2 separate regions of the Ovis aries genome follow, and region 1 is linked to region 2. A link is a contact called in public Hi-C data. All regions are on one chromosome and are shown on one strand. Each heading gives the region's core, a stretch centred on a gene start, on an enhancer-like site or on the middle of the called end of the contact. The rest is flanking DNA. Distances are from core to core; before and after follow the strand shown.

Region 1 (5,205 bases), core at 2,370-4,869, 73 kb after region 2:
ATATGCCTGTAGTAATATTTATGTGACTCAGAAGTTAAGTGGTTGGCTAAGCAGCAATGTGAGGTACGTCACAAAGCAAATTATGCACCCTTCTCATCTTTTTTTTTTTTAATGGATGATTTTATTTTTCCTGGAACCATATCAGCTTTATGGCTACTGTTTCTTAGAATTTAGACTTCTGTGCAGCTGACACATGAAAATCATCTGGTTATTGAGTGAATCTAGAGAGCTATGCATAGACCAAATTTTAAAATACCTAGCAACTTTGAAATTATTCTAATAAACTTGAAAACAGTAATATCTATAACTAGATTATAAATTATTTAAGGCCAGGGATATCTCTCTCTCTTCTATTGTTACGTCAGTTAGCTGCTTTATTTTTCGGGTCCACAGTGCCTAGACCACTACTACCTTTGTTCTTTAAGCTCTCACTGTGGTGGATGGTGGTGTCTGATGTTGAAAAGAAAGCCAGCCAGCATGAGGTTCTTGTGTATTTCATGGACCTCACATACTGTGTATCTAGATTGTAAACTTGTGGACATGGACCATATATTCTACCATGTCAGTATGTCCAGGATAATGACTACTATGCAAAAACATGTTCACTAAGCATCATTAAGTATGTGATGAATACCAGGTACGTGCTGGTAGTCACTGTACTAAGCTCTAAGGATATCTCAGTGAATGGGACAGATAATGACTCCTGCTGTCTTAGAATTTACATTCTAACAAAAAGTTTATTGAATTCATGTAATGCAGTAAAATGATGGCCCACACTGAACCATTTGAGCAGGATAAAGAATTGTATATATAAAGAGTTTAATCATTTAAGGTATGTTTGTTGTATGATGTCAGTGCATGCTGTGAGAAGGAAGTAAGAGATAGCTGATCTTTTTTCTCTTTGCTTTTCTTTGCAGATAAGATGCTCCAAGTCACTTGCAGCTCTCTGCAAAAGGAAAATCACTAGTGCTCTGCTCTTGCCATAATACCAAACCTTTTGACTTATGCATTGGTGCTGCAACACACTGGAAGAATTGCACAGAGGTTCCAGGAATACCTTCCCCCGCCCCACCCCGTTTGAGTGATTCTTCATGGATGGAAAAAGATTTGAGTCTTAATGATTATCCTGTTTTAAACCTATTCTCTGTAGTCTGAACTGCTTAATACATTAGGCCACTTACTAATGAGCCACACAGCCAGCTCTTGTCAGGAGCTGGTTGAAAACCGTGCTGTGCACGGAGCAGGAATGGCACAAGAAGATAGCCGCCGTGGTCAAGTGCCATCTTCCTTTTATCATGGTGCCAACCAAGAACTCGACCTGTCCACCAAAGTGTACAAAAGGGAATCAGGAAGTCCTTATTCTGTGTTAGTGGACACCAAGGTGAGCAAGCCACATCTCCATGAAACAGAGGAGCAGCCGTATTTCAGGGAGACAAGAGCAGTGTCTGACGTGCACGGTGTTAAAGCAGACCGGGAGAGTTCTGATGACACAGAGGAGGAGGAGGAGGAGGAGGAGGAGGTCTCCTACAAAAGGGAGCAGATCATAGTGGAGGTAAACCTTAATAATCAAACGTTAAATGTGTCTAAAGGGGAGAAGGGTGTCTCTTCTCAGTCCAAAGAGACTCCTGTTCTTAAGACAAGCAGTGAGGAGGAAGAGGAAGAGAGTGAGGAAGAGGCCACGGATGACAGCAATGACTACGGAGAGAATGAAAGGCAGAAGAAAAAGGAGAAGACGGTGGAGAAGGTCAGCGTTGCACAGAGGAGAACGAGGAGAGCTGCCTCTGTCGCCGCAGCTGCCACTTCCCCTACTCCCAGAGCTACGAGAGGTCGTAGGAAGAGTGTAGAGCCACCTAAGCGTAAGAAGCGGGCCGCAAAGGAGCCCAAAGCACCAGTCCAGAAAGCTAAGTGTGAAGAGAAAGAGACTCTGACCTGTGAGAAGTGCCCCAGGGTGTTTAATACTCGCTGGTACCTGGAGAAGCACATGAACGTTACTCATAGGCGCATGCAGATTTGTGATAAGTGTGGCAAGAAGTTTGTCCTGGAAAGTGAGCTGTCCCTTCACCAGCAAACAGACTGTGAAAAAAATATTCAGGTAGGTCTTATCACCAAGAGGGCAAACTTTCCAGGATAGAACCTGGCTGTTTCAGACTCACCTGGTATCTGCCCAAGAGAATAAATACAGTAGAGGCTGAAGGGACAGTTTTCACCAATTTATCTGTTTTTTTAAGCCCCTGCTTTGGTATTTTCAAAACCAGGCTTAACATTTTCTTTCAAAAGCATAAATTTTAACTGACGCTGGACTAGTGGGAACCCAGGTCCATTGGAAAGGGGAATCTGTTAATAGGTGATTGACAAGGAGATGAAGTCAACACTGACTTGGCACTGAGATTTACTCTTGTAAGACATGTAATATAGTTCATTCTGGTGTCTTCGCTGTCAAGGTGGGAGATATCAAGTAAAAGTCAGGAGTAGAGAGAGGTCCTTTTCTAAGGTTTGAAAGGATGCCAGGTTCTAGTACAGCTGTTGGGGACAAAAACCATAATGACTCAGACTGGTGGAAATGGAAGATCTCCAGGAGTGAGTTTGCTTCTAAACCAGTGGAGAGATGACAGCACTAAATTTGTCAAGAGGCTAAGCTCATGGGAATATGCAAACTTTAAAGGAGGCTGAGCTGGTTGAAAATATTGCCTACCTGGCGGTAGGCTTATAGAATGCTACGGTGTAGTATTAAAGTAACAAAACACGGTATTCGAACCAGGTTGGTGTCTTGAAAGGACTATGTTGTGATAGGTTAAGAGGTGTGCTAATTATGTTGTGTGAACTATGTTATGTTGAGCTATGTTGGTTTGCACATGTAAGTGCATATTTATGAATATGAATATTCATTCATAAAAGGTAAGTCTATTGACGTCTCCAAAAGATATGTAAAATAGACATTTCTTGTACCATGCTTAAGCTGAACTTCTTGTAGAAGATGAAATCGTTTGGTTTCAGTGTGTTTCTTGGAGTACTCCTAATTTGGAATGTTCCTTATTTGTCATTTTTCTTCCTTGTTTTTAATCAACAACTGAAATCATTACTTTAAAGAGGTTTTTTAAAAATATGAATTAGGGGCTTCCCCACTGGCTCGGTAGTAGAGAATCTGCCTGCCAGTGCAGGAGATATGGGTTTGCTCCCTGACCCAGGAAGATCCCACATGCCAGAGCTAATCCCGTGTGCCACAGCTAGTGAGCCTGTGCTCTGGAGCCCCAGAGTCACAGTTATTAAGCCCATGTGCTGCAACTACTGAGACCCTTGTGCCCATGCTTTGCACCGAGAACCCACCACAGTGAGAAGCCTGAACACTGACCGCAACTAGAAAGTAGCCCCCGCTCTCCACAGCTAGAGAAAAGCCCCCGCAGCAACAAAGACCCAGCACTGCCAAAAATAAATAAATAGAGTTATAAATAAATACATATATAAATTATATTTGCTAAAAATTCACTGCATTTTGATTCATCAGCTGTGACTTGACCTCTGGCATACTTGGTAAATAAAAGAAGACTGAATCGTGGCGCCTGTCACTCAGTAACTACTGGTGCCAGGACTTGGTTCTCAATTGGTTGCAGCAGTTCAGGCCAGAGGAAGTGCGATGCTGTGCTGCACCCTAGGGGTCAGACTTAGTTCTGTAATGATCCATTGCTGAAAAGGTGTCTCTTGATCTTTGTGTCTTTGTGTAGTTGTTTTTTGGGTTTTTTTTTCTTTTAACTTTGCTTCACTACGTACAGAAGGGGCTTTCTTGGTAGCTCTCCTGGTTAAAAATTGGCATGCCGGTGCAGGAGATGCGGGTTCAGTCCCTGGGTCAGGAAGATCCTTTAGAAGAGGAAATGGCAGCCCACGCCAGTCTTGACTGGGAAATCCCGTGGACAGAGGAGCCTGGCAGGCTGCAGTCCATGGGGTCCCAAAGAGTCAGATACAGCTTAGCGACTAAACAACAAGAAGAAATGCAGAAAAGAAAACATTTAATAAATCCTTTTTTTGTGTGACTGTATTCACTGTTCCTTACTGTAATTTCATTTAAACTTATCATTTAAGTTTTGTAGATTCTGCTGAATGAACTCTTTTTGCATTTCTAATCCTGATGACCTAATAAGTAAAAATTAAAGCTGTGCTCTATAGAATGAATGGCTTATAGGGTTTGTCTGTCCTTTCCTCCAGCAGTATCCAGCCAGAGGCTTATCTCTGTGACTTTTCTTGGTCCTCATTTCCTGAAGTGACAGTGTGTTCAGAGATCTTTATTAAATTTTGCAGCGAGTAACAACTTTTTCCCTTATGTATTACAGAGGCTGATGGTTACCTAGAACTTCCTAATACTGTTTTTAAACAGAAGTATTTTATTTTGATACATTATGATATCCTAGACTAGTAATGATGCATAATACAGGGCAGTAGGTGGATTGCCTGTGTCTCCTACAAATGCCTGTGCGAGATCTGGATCTGAGCTCCTCAGGAAAAGGGAGGATACCAGCAGCTGAGGGGTTATGCTAAATTCTGCCAGAGGGAAACATTTAATAGAGAAAATTAGGAAAATATAGTAAAATCTCAGTAGTTTGTATTAATGAAGACTCTGAATATGTTCGCTAAGCTACAGAAATACTGTTATTCTTCCGTAGATCTATAACCATTCACGTATGCTTTGTTTTATCTTGCTTTTATGTTAATTTAAAATGAGTTTGTATCCTCTGGTAAACACATATTAACTACATAGTAACCCATGTGTAGGAAACAGCTGCTTACAGTAATCCATATTTTTTAAAAAAAACAAAACTTGAAGGTTCTTTTCAAAGGTACAATACTAATTTGATAAAAGCAGTCAATTCTTTGATATTAGTGGAACTTTGTATTTCTTTTTGTCTTACTTTTTGCCATTGTTTTCATACTCCCAAAGTGTCTCTAAAAAAATTCATCTTAGGAAATGGAACATAAAGATGTTGGTTTTGAAATCTGGACTTCATGAAAGAATAGCATTTGTTTGGGTTCTGGTCTGTGCCACAAATCTAAAACACACCCACTTCTTGAGACTTCCCTGGCAGTCCGATGCTTAGGACTCTGCACTTTTACGCTGTGTCCTGGGTTCAGTCCTTGGTTGAGGGAACTAAGATACTGCAACCCATTCAACTTGGCCAATTTCAGCTGCTGGTCCACAGGTGAGGCTTTCTGGAAACC
Region 2 (5,022 bases), core at 1,437-3,936:
ACCTCCCTCTTTCAATCCCAGTCCCTTTTTGTCTCAAGCCCAACTTAAAATCCTTCTTCTCCAGGAATTTGCCTGTGGCTGACCTCTTCCCACCCTTCTTTACACAGAAGGTCTCCTTTTATTCAAAAGACTTTAGCTCTGGAACTCTGGCAACAGAGGGGTTGAGGACTGAACAAAAAAGGAGTGAAGAGGCCTGTCCCAGCTGGTAGAGTCTGGGATGCTTTGGCAAGGCCCAGATGCACACGGCTGGAAGAGAGAATGGAAATGTACTGGCCTGGGGAAGCTAGTTTAGATTTGAAAGAGGACGACTTTGCCCAGGACGCTGTGTGGAGAAGGAGGAGGGTGTATTTCCAGCATCCTCCAATCAAGCTACGTTGGAAGAGAGAGTACAACTAACAGGGCAATGTTGCTTTGAAGGAACTGGAAGCTGTTGTCATCCAGGGAAGATCAGACAAACCACTTGGATTAGCCAGAAAAGCCTTTTATTGATGACAGGCTTGGACCATCTAAATTTGCCTGAATGAGCTGTAAACATTTGGGTCAGGGGCTGGCAAAGTCTGGCATGCAGGCCACATGCAGCCCACGGCTTGTTTTTGTACATCACATGAGCTAACAGTGGTTTTCACTGGTTTTCAATGGTTGGAAAAAATCAAAAGAATACTATTTTGTGACACATGAAAAAGATATGAAAATCAACCTTCAGTGTTCATAAGTAAGAGTTTTGTTGGAAAATAACTATGCATGTTTGCCACTAGAGTAGCAGACTTGCATATTTATAGCTGAGATTATATGGCCTGCAAAGCCTAAAGTATTTACTCTCTGCCCTTTTATAGGAAATGTTTGCTGACCTCTGACTTAAGGAGATTAGATAGCCTTAAATATGGGGTGAACCCTGAAATTTGGAAGTCTCAGGCCTGAGGGCTTTATGTCAGATACAATGTAATTGTCACCCAAGTCCCTGACTGTGTCCGAGGCTACAGTGAACTGGGAAGAAAAGTAACATTGAGGCCCTGGCACACAGACTTATAACACCAGCTGTCTCCGTGGCCGCACATGGTTCTGGAATAGGCAGAGTGGGAATGGGGTAGGAGACAGATGGGAATTAGGTGACCCCATAGCCACTGAGGGGTCTGAGGATCTCCAGGCCTGGGGTAAAACCACTTCTTTTCCATTTGTCTGCCCTCCAGGAGGGTTTGCCGCTGGACTGTCCTTTCCAAGCCAGGCGAGGCCACAGCCAAGGAAGGGAGCCTGGTGCAGCAATGACTTCAGAGATGGGGCCTCTGGGACACTTAGCCAGTGGGTGGGAGAGTCTCTTGGTTAAGACGGTGTCTATCCTGGACAATCAGAGACCCCAAAAGAACCCACAGATGTTCCTCACTGTAGATTGTGCCAACCCTGTTCTCCACCAAACATTCAAGAGCAGAGGAGCTTGCCGTCTCTGGCTGACGATGGCTTCTTTGTCTTACTTGCCTCCGCCGGCCTCTCAGTGGGAAATGCTATTTCCCTCTCCCACGTCCACAACCCTCCAGCTCACTCACTTCCTTCGGGAATTTCCACTGCAGTCACAACAGCACAGAATTGAGCAGAAGGTTTTCAGGGCCTCAGGAACAGCCCCTTCATTTGGGGGAGGAGGGGAGGAGACTTGCCCAACATCCCACAGGATGCAGGTGGTAGGGCCAAGGGTGGAATCCGGCGTCCACCCTCCATCTAGTACTGTTTCCATCCCATCTCTCAGCTTCCAGGATTCTATACCCAGGAGCCCCTGTCCTGTAAATCCTTGGCACTCGTGGGTGTGCAAGTGCGTGTGGGGTCCTCATTCCCTTTGTGGGCGCACTTCCATCCCCAGCTAGACCTCAGCACTTAGGAGGCAGAGACAGCACTTATGCCTTCTAAGGCCCTCATGCCAGGGCACTACGTTCAGCCTTGCTGACACTGAAACTCTGAGCTGGCCTGGAAGTCCCAGGTTTCTCACCCCAGAAGACAACTACGTTTGTAAAAGAATATGAGTTCTAGAATCAGAAAGATTCGTGTTGGGATTCTGACTCTGCCACTTACTAGTTTGGGAGACCTTGGGTAAATTACTCAACAACTTTAACCATCCTTTTTGTCTCATTAAAACTAAGGACACAAATATCCACATTGCAGGGTTGTTGAGGAATAAGTGAGATGACAGATGTGAAAATGCTCAGCACACAGGAGATGCCCCAAATCTCCTCGTTCCTATCCCTATTTGTGTTTGAAGGTGCTGCCTGCCTCTCCCTAATATCAGATATCAAAAAACTTATTTGGGCATCTACAGGCCCCTGATTCGAGGCCAGTTATTGAAGAGGGGGCATAGGGACCATCATGGGTCTGCCCCTGGATTGATTCAAACAAGAAGATGTTGGAGGAGTTGAGTTCCAGGCTCCTCCTCCTCAGAGCCCAGATGTCTTGAGGTAGGAGGCTTGATCTAGCACTCAGAAAGCTGCGTTCAGACCTTCCTTATTTGAGATTGGGGGTACAAGCTGGCTGCACATATTCCAAAATGTGTTTCATACAAAGGATTTGCACAAATCTCATTATATCGCCAAGTCTCCATTTCCCCATCCTTGCAATGAGGGAGTAAACAGCTGTTTGCCAGCTGAGCTCAGGGGAGTGTGGAACGTGTCCCCTGGGGCTCTGAGTCCCTCCTTTCCCTGCTACATACAGCCACAGCAGTGTTGAGTTTAGCAGTCTTACAGGAAGGCCTCAGTCACTTAGTGGTCTTAAAGGAAGAGATCCATGGCTACAAAATTTTGAAATCCACTATCCTGTGGAAGCTGTTTGAAATGGCAGCCCACTCCAGTACTATTGCCTAGAAAATCCCATGGATGGAGAAGCCTGGTGTCCATGGGGTCGCAAAGAGTCGTACACGACTGAGCGACTTCACTCACTTCCATCTCTCAAGTCTGTTTCAGGCCCAGCCCTGCAAGGCTGTGGCCTCTCTTCTCCACCAGGTGGCAGCAACCTGCCTGCTGCTGCAGGTGCCAGGCTGTGTTGACAAGTACAAAATGTTCAGAAAAAGATCCCAGGGAAAGGACCAGGAGGATGTTAGCACCAGCTAACATTAGCCTTAACCAGAGGGTAAGTAAATAGATAGAGGTGACCCTCTGCAGTCAACTTCCTGATATAGAACCCCCTGGGCATCTGTGACTGTAAATATACCAAATGTTCTGCCTCAACCACCAGCCAAACTGGTGCTACCCCTCTCTTCGCCAGGTGGGAGATCGCCATTAATTCAGCTTTAACTCTTTCTAAAACCAGACAGGCTCTTACTGTGTTGGATACTCAGGCTTTGGTAGCCTGAGGTCAGTTTGGGGGAATTAACCAGTTTTTAATGAATTAGTGAGACACAGAGGGGACATTACATTCTCCTTCTGAGACACCAAGAGTTTCCCTCCAACTCCCCAAACACTCATGAGGAAAAGCAAAATAAAATCTGATAGTCTTAGGGACAGTTTGGACTTCCACTGCGTGGATGCTCTGTGAATGAGTAGACCTGAAAAGGACAAGTGTCATATACACAAGCTGGTCCATCTACTCATCCAACAATGATTACTGAGTGCCTACTGGGTACAGTCCTGGGTTAGATGCTTCAGGGGACCAGAAGATGAGTCAAACACAGATCTTTTATAAAGAAGTGAATACAACTAAGTCAAATGACAAGTGATCGGGTCGTGTGTATTGAAGTCATATTGTGTATCTTCTTCTCCCTTCAGATTTCTGTTTCTTATTGTTTGTTTCAGGTAAAAAGTTAAATGATGAGGCCATGAAATGGGAGGAGAAACAGGGAAATGGAATGGTTAAAAGGAAAACAGAGACAGTTCAAACATTTGCCATCAGTTCAGCTCAGTTCAGTTGCTCAGTGGTGTCCGTTGCGACCCCATGAATTGCAGCACGCCAGGCCTCCCTGTCCATCACCAACTCCCGGAGTTCACTCAGACTCACATCCGTCGAGTCAGTGATGCCATCCAGCCATCTCATCCTCTGTCGTCCTCTTCTCCTCCTGCCCCCAATCCCTCACAGCATCAGAGTCTTTTCTAATGAGTCAACTCTTCTCATGAGGTGGCCAAAGTACTGGAGTTTCAGCTTCAGCATCATTCCTTTCAAAGAAATCCCAGGGCTGATCTCCTTTAGAATGGACTGGTTGGATCTCCTTGCAGTCCAAGGGACTCTCAAGAGTCTTCTCCAACACCACAGTTCAAAAGCATCAATTCTTTGGCACTCAGCTTTCTTCACAGTCCAACTCTCACATCCATACATGACCACTGGAAAACCATAGCCTTGACTAGATGGACCTTTGTTGGCAAAGTAATGTCTCTGCTTTTGAATATGCTATCTAGGTTGGTCATAACTTTTCTTCCAAGGAGTAAGCGTCTTTTAATTTCATGGCTGCAATCACCATTTGCAGTGATTTTGGAGCCCCTCAAAATAAAGTCTGACACTGTTTCCACTGTTTCCCGTCTATTTCCCATGAAGTGGTGGGACCAGATGCCACGATCTTCGTTTTCTGAATGTTGAGCTTTAAGCCAACTTTTTCACTCTCCTCTTTCACTTTCATCAAGAGGCTTTTTAGTTCCTCTTCACTTTCTGCCATAAGGGTGGTGTCATCTGCCTATCTGAGGTTATTGATATTTTTCCTGGCAATCTTGATTCCAGCTTGTGTTTCTTCCAGCCCAGCATTTCTCATGATGTACTCTGCATAGAAGTTAAATAAGCAGGGTGACTATATACAGCCTCGACGTACTCCATTTCCTATTTGGAACCAGTCTGTTGTTCCATGTCCAGTTCTAACTGTTGCTTCCTGACCTGCATATAGGTTTCTCAAGAGGCAGGTCAGGTGGTCTGGTATTCCCATCTCTTTCAGAATTTTCCACAGTTTATTGTGATCCACACAGTCAAAGTAGGAATCCATAAAGTGAAGCATTGAATTGGCTCCACTCTTACCGATGTGTACAGATCTTAAAGCAAAACATTCTCCCCATCTCCTCTGGTCAATTTTTC

What was found. A called contact is a pair of places that touch in the nucleus more often than the background predicts.
Region 1: a contact with region 2 is called in a Hi-C map of hypothalamus, with 6 times the contacts expected there. The contact joins two enhancer-like sites. A contact is called at or near these places in 13 of 16 Hi-C or Micro-C datasets (blood, hypothalamus, liver and 6 more).

What each region holds. Positions count from the first base shown.
Region 1 is chr11:37,016,057-37,021,261 of ARS-UI_Ramb_v3.0, forward strand. ZNF652 (zinc finger protein 652) reads left to right here. Exons shown (of 7, transcript XM_042255846.2): 3 at 918-2,092. The coding sequence starts at 1,184. Among named protein-coding and RNA genes, the nearest start is that of ZNF652, 46 kb to the left of the region's middle. Within about 2 kb of position 3,620, at least 9 of the 54 cell types and tissues checked have an H3K27ac peak or open chromatin away from gene starts, as enhancers often do. A contact at or near this core is called in hypothalamus, where this site is marked.
Region 2 is chr11:36,943,980-36,949,001 of ARS-UI_Ramb_v3.0, forward strand. No RefSeq gene overlaps it. Among named protein-coding and RNA genes, the nearest start is that of PHB1, 18 kb to the left of the region's middle. Within about 2 kb of position 2,687, at least 10 of the 54 cell types and tissues checked have an H3K27ac peak or open chromatin away from gene starts, as enhancers often do. A contact at or near this core is called in hypothalamus, where this site is marked.